2 separate regions of the Oryctolagus cuniculus genome follow, and region 2 is linked to region 1. A link is a contact called in public Micro-C data. All regions are on one chromosome and are shown on one strand. Each heading gives the region's core, a stretch centred on a gene start, on an enhancer-like site or on the middle of the called end of the contact. The rest is flanking DNA. Distances are from core to core; before and after follow the strand shown. Region 1 overlaps LOC103350930 (a long non-coding RNA gene). Region 2 overlaps LOC103350930 (a long non-coding RNA gene).

Region 1 (4,428 bases), core at 1,764-4,263:
TGCAGAACCTCTGAAGTAGAAATAGTTTTTGGAAAAACCTCTTCTGTGGTATTTCTTTTGCCTGGGCTTGCTTCCTCACTCCTGGATGTCATTTGTGAAGAATTGCATACTGAAGGGCCCAGGAGGCCAGGGCAGATACTGTCAGCTGGGTTGGGTACCATTTATTCCCGTGGATGTGAGACAGAGGGCTCTGGGATCCCTCAAGTCCCACCCTTGACTGGTGCTTTCAATCAATGTTCCTTGGGCAGGCACTGCTCTTCTTCACTCACTGGGGAGCAGGCGTGTGTCACCCCTGCATGGATCTGTCTTCCTGCCACCTTACCATAGCTCCTTCCTCACACCTTGGCCTCACTCCCTCTAAGAGGACTGGCCAGAGCCTGGACGATGGCCATGAATGCGATTTTTCCAGGTATGCTGTGGGAACGGCTTCTGCCAATGGATACTGCCAATTGGCCAGACCAATGCTTTGCCTGAAGCATTGACTGCATTCTTAGTTCCATACAGTGGCTCCAATCTTTGGGGGAAACCCTATGCCTTGGTGCTGCCGTGTTCTGTGCAGAGTCTTCTGGAAGCTGTGCTAACTTCTTTCACATAGTTTGTTACCATCCTGTTCACTGAATTCTTGACTGGGGCCCAGCCAGGCAGCTCACACAAACAGCACCCCACATCTAGCCCTGTGACCAGCCATCATGTCCGAGTGCCTCCAAGGCCCAGTCATTCCCAAGGCGCTGCACAGTGCATGGAGCCTGGGAGCACAGAACACTTCAGACAGCTCCCCCGAGTTTTGCAAACATCCAGGTCCTTTGTGTCACAGCTGGGTGCCACTCCAGTGCGAGTTGCATGGTGTGAGCCCTCAATGCACTCCATCTCTTTTTGGAAATGGCGTGGTTTTGGAATGAGGCAGGTCTGGGTTTGAGTCTGGCTCTGCTGCTTTCTAGCTGTGTGAGCTGGGAAAAGTTACTTAACATCTCTTAGTCTCAGTTTCTGTCAACTGGAGATAAGACCCCTTGCAAAGCTCCTGGGAAGACTTCAAGGATGCCCTAGTAGGGTGCATGGCACACGGGAGGTGATCCATAGCTGTAGCTGTGGTTGTCTGGGGGGGTTTGTCTCTGGAAAGGGTATCAGGGAGAAAATCTGTCTCATGTATCATGTAACTTTGGAAGAACCATTTCAAGATTTTCATGGAGGAAAGATGAAAAGCTTTCAGAAGCAGAAGGCAGAGGCCCTTGGAGCAATGCTTGAGTTTCTTGTTTCATCATCCGTCACAAGGTACACTCTGAGTGACTCTCATAGGGTACTCCTTGCACAGCAGGTGAGGGCTGCCGTGCCCAGCAACTGTGCCCCCAGGGCCACGGCCAGCCTGCCAGCTCACTGCGGACCATCTCAAGACGCTGTGAGTGGGGCTGTGTGTTTTCACCAAGCTGTGGCTGGCTGAGCAGAGTTTGAAGAACTGGTTCTTGACTTCTCGCTGTGATCTCACAGTTCAGGTGGCTTTGAGCCCTGGGTGGTGGATATAGCTGGCTGGGTGAGAGGCCGGGGTGGGAACAATGTCTGCAGAGGACCCGGGACGGTCCAGGGGAGGGGACTCTGCACACAGAGATGTGCCACTGCAGCTCAGATGGAAGGCTGTTCAGGTGGGGGCCTGGCCGGGGGTGGGCCTGGGAGACACAGCAGTCCAGGGTGTCTACTGCTCGTGAGTAGACTCGGCAAATCAGGAACTTTGAAAGCAGGGTTAGTGGTTAGGTAAAATCAAATGAGCTAGTCTTAAATATCAAGCATAATAAGCTTGTAAAACCTCTTAGATTTTAAAAAAATGAAGATGTTAAGTTTACTTGTTTTTTTTTCTTTGTGTATTTCTTTTTCATTTTATGGTAGAGGGAGAAAGACAAACAGGAAGACATCTTCCATCCACTGGTTCACTCCCCAAATGCCTGCAAAGGCTGGGACTGGGCCAGGTGGGGGCCAGGAGCCCAGAACTCCATCCAGGTCCCCCGCACGGGTGTCAGAGACCGAACTCCATGAGCTTCACTAGCTGGCTCCCAGGGTGAACTAGCAGGATCCTAGCTTCAGAAGCAGAGCTGGGACTCGAACCCAGGCACTCAGATATGGGAGGTATGCAATCGGAGTGCTGGCCTAACACCCGGCCCTAGATTCTTTTCAGCAGGATGACTTTTTCTTAAAAAATTTTTTCTGAAAACACTTTTGGCATGATTTTTATTATGGTAAACTATACATAACTTAAAACATACACCTTGTAAGTGTGCAGCTTGGTGGCATGCAGCACACTGACATCGCTCCACAGCCATCGCCGCCAGCCATCTCCAGAGCCTTTTCATCTTCCCAAGCTGGGCCTCCACGCTCATTCAACACTGCCTCCCCTTCCTCCCTCCCCACAGCCCCTGGCAGCCGCTTCTCTTTCTATTGAAACTCTAGAAAAGACCCAAGAAGCCTTCTAGCAGAGCGTAGAAGGTGTTTCAAATAACCTCCTCCTTCAACGATACATTCAAGAAGGCTCTTTTCTTAATATAGGAACTTTGTTTGACCTCTCACATGTAGTCACACAACAAAGGCACGAACATATGCAGAAATATTTGGCCCCTCCGGAGTGATTGTACATGCCTTTATTTTGCCCTTGCTGAAAAGAGCAATATAATGTTTATAAAAGAACACTTGCAAAGAAGAAAGACTTGGACCAGACCCCCGTCTTCCTGAGTTGTTGACAGCTGTTATTCAGTGGAAACCTCAGTGGAAACAAAGAAATATTGCAGCATTGTTTTAACATGAACATTTGAAGTGGCTTCCTTCCAAAGCCTGGCTGATTTAGGTGCCTGGGAGCCGAGGCCAAAGCCTCCTGTACGCTCTTGATTTCTTCCCTCTAGCTCTTGTTGATGCAGCTGCAGAGCAGTCTGGCGAGCATCCTGGACCTGCGATCGCTTCCACTCTCTCGGAGTCAAATGTTTCTTGGTTGTGTCCCCGTGTCTTCCTGCCTTGTTGACTGCTCCATTTCCAGGGCTCCTGCTGCACCGCCGGAAAGCAAGCTTTTCCCTGTTGAGCAGAGTCACAGACTTTCTCAGAATCCCGAGCAGTGGCAGCCAATGTGGAGATTTCGATGGAAAAACCATTGAAACAGGAAGACAGGAGGATCGGACAGCCTCCTTCCCCTACCCCGGAAGGGTGGTACCTCCGCCTCACCGGCTTTTTTTTTTTTTCTTTTTAAAACTTTGTGGCAATACAAGCTCAACCTATTTTGGGCCCTGGATGCCGTTCCATAGCTCTGCCCACCCACCTCGTGCTGACTCACCCACCGTGTGCCCTGCTGAGTCATCTCATGTCTCTCCCCCCCCCCCCCACCCCCACCAGTAACACAGGGTTAATAGTGCCCGTTGTGGTGGCGAGACTCGAATGAGAAAACAAGTGAAAGTGACTTGAAAATCAGACAGCACTTTGCTAGTGTGGTGCGGTGGGCCTCTCTGAGCGGACCTGTCAGAGGGGGTTTGGGGCACAGGTCCCGGCGGTGTGCCAGAGGGGGTTAGGGGTGTGAGGGGGTGGCAATCCCCTCAGCCCTCTGGCTGCGAACTGCTTTCCCTATTCACCTTCTACAAAAAAATATTATCTTTCCCTAACAGGGCCGTGACAAATGACAAAAATGATTCGGGAGCACTATTCGGGAGGCGTGCAAGGGTGGGACTGATGGGCCCAGGTGAGAGCAGCTGAGGAGGGTCCTGGGCAGGGGGTTCCCACACACCCCCTCCATCCATCAGGCTCAGTGTCTGGACCGTCTTCCCTCAGCCCCCAGGCACCCGGTCCCTGCACTGGGAGTGCTCATTGCTATAGCTGGACTGTGTCTCCCCACAAAGTGCAAATGTTGGAAATTTGGTCCCCAAATTCAAATATTTTGATGGCATTTCTCGGTGGGGCCTTTGGGGGGTAATTAGGGTAATGAGGATTAGATGAGGTCGTCAGGGTGGGACCCCATAATAAGGTTAGTGGCTTTGTAAGTAGAAGGAGAAAGACCCAAGCTGGCGCCCTTGCTCTGTCTTGCCATGGGCTTTCTTCCACCATGTTAAAATGCAGCAGGAAGGCCCTTGCTTGGTGCTGGCGCCCTGCTCTCGGCTTTCCCAGTGTCCCCACCTGGAGGAAGCAGATTTCATCCAGTCTTAGGTAGAACAGCAGAAAGCAGATTCAGGTGAGCTGTCCTCCCTGTGGTCACAGCTCTCACAAGGGCAGGTGTCCACCTCAATTCCCATTGTCCCTTTCTACATAGTAGGTCCCTACTGAACAGGTGAAAACCGTACCACCTTTGTAGATCTCCAGTCTTTGAACATGTTTATAACTATTTCCTTCCTCAACATTCATTGAAGACTAAGTTTTGGAGAAAAAAATAGAAAAAAAATGAACCGTTGCTGCCTAGATTTCCAGAGTGTGGCC
Region 2 (4,478 bases), core at 981-3,480, 75 kb before region 1:
GGAGCTTTCCATGGATATAAACACAAAGTGGTGTCTTCCACTTGCCTCTACATTCTAATTTCCTCTATGCTTTGTTGATGTGAGCAGACAGAATTGGGAATGATCCCAAGTGGAGACCTTGCATAAATCATGGACAGCTCAACTATGGTATCCTTCATCCAAAATACCCATTACCTATTGTCCTTGTTGGTGCTGGAGTTGGAAGGCCCAGAATGGCAAGGGGCATACAGCCCATGGGCCTGGTGGACCAGACCTGGGGGTGCAATGTCCGTGGTGGCATCAGAGGGAAGAGTCAACATTTTCTTCATTGGCCATGCTTACCCCTGGAGAAAGGCAAGCTCTGTGATCTACACTGTGTCTATAAAGCCAAAGTAAGTGGTTGAGCAACTGTCCAGCGAACTCAGTTAAAGTCAAGCAAGAAGTCTAGGTCTACAAGTCCTAATTATGGCACTCTGCAGCGAACAGGAAATTATTCCGTATTTACTTTACATTCGTTTTGTAGCCCCAGCTTTTCCAAAGGAGGAAAGGAGAAGTTACTATTTTTAAAGCATGGTTGAAGAATAGAATACTTTCCATGCAAACATGGTAGATCATTTGCCAACGAGTATTATGATTAAAAATATCTACTGGGCCTGTGTGGGATGTCTGGAATTCTCTGGAATTCTTTCATTTTATTGTATTTTCCCCTATGGCTGTATTGCATTACACCACAGTAGGCTGGTCATGATAGTTGAGAGATTTACTTCTGACACTTTTTGGTGTGGTGGCCTCATTCACACTCCACATTTTATAATAGAGAGAATTTTGTGTATTTTGAAAGAACTCTTCCTCAAAAATAAAAACCACAGCCTAACGGCTTTAGAGTATCCATCTCAACATTTCTGTACCTGTAGATTTATTGGAATGCAGAAAAAAAATAAGATAAACAAAATACCCATGTGTGCAGTCTGAGAGCAGGTTCCTTTTTGGAAGGTGTGTGTGTGTGTGCGTGCATGTGTGTGTGTGTGTTTTGATGAGCTAAGTGTTGATTCTAACCCGAAAAGACTGAAAAGTGTGAGATTAGATAAGTGTCTGCTAGATACATTATTGCCATGTGGGTTCTGTGCTCAGAGGTCACTGGTCGTAGCTGCAGAATAAAGTTCACCAGTTGTTGATCTTCCCTCTGATTGGGCACTCACTGAAAGCAGAATGTGAACGATCTTCCGGAAGCCCTTTGTCAACTTCAGGTCTGCCTCATGACGCTGGAGTTTCCAGCAAGGGCACGCATGAAGAAGTCTGCAGGCATTGCTTGAGCAACGCCAAGTGGCCACTGGCCAGGGGAGAAGTTAAACCAGGAGATGGCTATCAGGGGCAGTTGTTAGATTTGGCACATCTTTCCCGAGCTGCTGAGCTGAGCAGGAAAGAGGGAAGGCTGTTTGTGGATTTATCACATCAGTTCTATAATGCACCCTTTCATCTGAACCTTTCTCTTTGCCCAAGAGTGAAGCAAGTCTGACTTGCATACCATGGAGGATTTACATTGGACGCTTTGCTGCTTCCGCCCACACCCCCATGGAGCCCTCCACTTACAATTTTCCACATTGATTTTCCTGAAGCCTGGACAGTAGCCTTTTAGGTGGTTTGGGATGTCTTCTGGTTGTACTTAAATTTTTCCAACAGATTTTCAGCACATCCTATAATAAATAAGAATAGCTTCCTGTGAACTGTGGTGACTTCTCATACTACCTTTGCAAGTGTGTGTGTGTGTGCATATGCATGAAAAATGGCCTGACCCTCCAATGACTGCAAAACTGTCTCACTTGAACATCCTTTGCTGTGGTCATCTTGCCTTCGGGTCGTCAAATAAAGTGGTGTTTGGGTCGCATCTAGCGCAGATACTTTAACCGTAAAGCTTAATGTATAACTAGCATTTTTTTTCCTTCTGTGTCAGCAGTTGGCAGCACAATACTGTAAATAAGGATTCTGGTGAGTAAGTGGACATCTGTGGAGCCTGGGGATGGGAAGGCTGGGGTAAGCAGTTTTGAAATTCATGCCAGTGGTTGCTGCAAGTGATAAGATAATTTGAGTAACCCGTAAGACCTGTGGATTCACAGGTTTCAAAAACAGGAAAGTCTCTTGTTTAAAAACCCTCTAAAGCAACATGTGGGCTTAGAAGAGAAGCTGGCTTGTGGTTTGGTGATTGTACTTCCTTATTGATATAATGGCCGCTGACGAAAGGCCTCCCGGGATTGCAGGGCTGCGACCGCAGGCCCGACAGTTACCCTGACGGGTTCTGAAACAGACCGGGGCTTTCTGGACAGATGAGAAGTCTAAAAATTTCCCTTTTCATTTCCTCTCTTGTGTGACTTTGTCATTTTTTTTTTTTTGAAAAACTGGTAACAGAAAAGGGAATTTTGCCCATGCTTTTAAGGAGTTGGTCTTTGACTAGCTCTCCCCCTCCCCCGGAACCACCCCCTACTCCTTCAAAATCTCTCTGAAAAGCCCAATCTAAAACAATAAATCAGCCATTGCAGATCTCTCAGTGGGTCTATGTTTGATTAATTGGCTTTTAGGCGGGATTCATAACAAGCAAATCTTTTAAAATGGTATGACTTACTTTCATTTATTTATTTATTTATTTGAGAGGGAGAGAGAGAGCCAGAGAGAGAGAGAGAGAGGACATTTCCATCTGCTGCTTAACCCTCCAGTTGCCCGCAGTGGCTGGGGCTGGGTCAGGGCTACATCCAGGAGCCAGGAACTCAATCCAAGTCTTCCATGTGGATGGCAAGAACCCAATTATTTGAGCCATTCCTGGCTCCCTCCCAGGGCCTGCATGGGCAGGAAGCTAGAATCTAGAGCCAGAGCTGGGAATCAAATGCAGGCACTCTGATGTGGGAGGCAGGCATCCTAACTGCTAGGCTAACCGCCCACTCCCATAAAATGGTATGATTTTTAAGAAACATTCTGTGACCTCCATATCTTTGGCGTCCGGGTGTTTAAAGCCCAGGTAAAAGCTGTGTCCTTCTGGAAACCTAATCCTCTCTTAGCCAACTGGGATCTCTTTTGGGCACATGCTCCCAGGAGGCATGCTTGAGTTCCTGCCTAAGTGAAAACAGATGCCATTCCTGTGTGACACAGCGAACTGGCCACAGCACAGAAAGTTCCTCTGGCTCGAGGAGTGGGGGCTGTCTCAGGCCCTGAAAACATCTGCATCAGGCTAAACTTGAGAAAGGGCCCCTGTGTTCCTATCTGCCTGCAGAGGATGCCTGGGTGACAGCCAGTGGCTGAATCTGCCTTCAGGCAGCTGCTGGTCTTCTCTCCCTCCAGGAAAAAATAGGGCAAGAAGGCAGAACCTGCTTCCAGGCCACAATTCCTCTGGGGAGCATTGTCCCTGCAGGCTTTGCTCCCATCTTGCATACGTGTACTTAAGTGTCATTTATGCTGTTTGGCCTAGCCTGGGAGTTCCTTTTATTTTTGGTGAATTCAAAGAAGATACCATTTGGAAGAAGGACACATATCAGTGCTCTAGAAGATTCCTAGATGAACTCACTGACTGTGACCAAATGATCCCATCTCACCAGTTCCTCTGTCTTGGCCCTGATGATCTGCAACTCAAAACCATGGGTTGAGATGATTGCACAGCACAGTCTTCTCTCTCTCTCTCTCTCTCTCTCTCTCTCTCCCTCCCTCCCTCCCTCATTCCCTCCCTCTCTCTGTCTCATAAGCTTAATAAATCTGCCCATCACATCACTGAGACCACCGGGCACTGCCATCCTGCCAAGTTTGGGAGCAAACAAGAACTGCCAAAGTCTTTAGGTTATGCAGAGAGCAAGGACACCTTTCTGGGTTGTGCATGGCTATGCTGTGTGCATGCTGGATGCCATGTGTATGTGAACACTGTGTGCACATATCTACAGTTGTCCCGCAGTATCCTCAGGGGATTGTTTGTGGGACTTCTCCCAGGTACCAAAAGTGGTGGATGCTCAAGTCCCTTATATAAAATGGAATAGTATTTGCATATAACCTGCACACATCTTCCTGCATACATTAAAACCATCTCTAGATTACTTCCAATACCTAATACAATGTAGATGCTATGTAGTTGGTTGTTATACCATACTGCTTAGGGAATAATGACAAGGACTGAAGTCTGCACATGTTCACTACTGACACAATTATTTTTTCTGAGCAATTCTGATCTGTGGTTGATTGAATCACGGATGCAGAACTGGCCAGCTGTCCTGGGTGTGCATGGTGCTATGTGTCCCTACTATGTGTCTTCAAGACTCTCATGTCTGAATGTTGTGAGTGTATGTGTCTACTGGGTATGAGCACATGCCTATGCATGTATGGGCACGTGTTCACGCTGTGGATGCATGTGTGCTGTGTGTATGTACCGTGTTCCTGTGCGCTGTGTATGCAAGGCAGCAGCTGCCACGGATCTGGGGGGGTCGGGGAGAGGGGATGGCTGCCACGGATCTGTGGGGGCCAGGGAGAGG

The links. A called contact is a pair of places that touch in the nucleus more often than the background predicts.
Region 2: a Micro-C map of ear pinna shows a contact between it and region 1, with 2.0 times the contacts expected there. The contact joins two enhancer-like sites. A contact is called at or near these places in 5 of 6 Hi-C or Micro-C datasets (ear pinna, embryonic fibroblasts, liver and 2 more).

What each region holds. Positions count from the first base shown.
Region 1 is chr13:54,185,611-54,190,038 of mOryCun1.1, reverse strand. The region is part of intron 2 of LOC103350930 (a long non-coding RNA gene); the gene reads left to right. Among named protein-coding and RNA genes, the nearest start is that of TOMM20, 210 kb to the left of the region's middle. Within about 2 kb of position 3,013, at least 2 of the 8 cell types and tissues checked have an H3K27ac peak or open chromatin away from gene starts, as enhancers often do. A contact at or near this core is called in ear pinna, where this site is marked.
Region 2 is chr13:54,259,608-54,264,085 of mOryCun1.1, reverse strand. All of the region lies in intron 1 of LOC103350930 (a long non-coding RNA gene), which reads left to right. Among named protein-coding and RNA genes, the nearest start is that of TOMM20, 140 kb to the left of the region's middle. Within about 2 kb of position 2,230, at least 4 of the 8 cell types and tissues checked have an H3K27ac peak or open chromatin away from gene starts, as enhancers often do. A contact at or near this core is called in ear pinna, where this site is marked.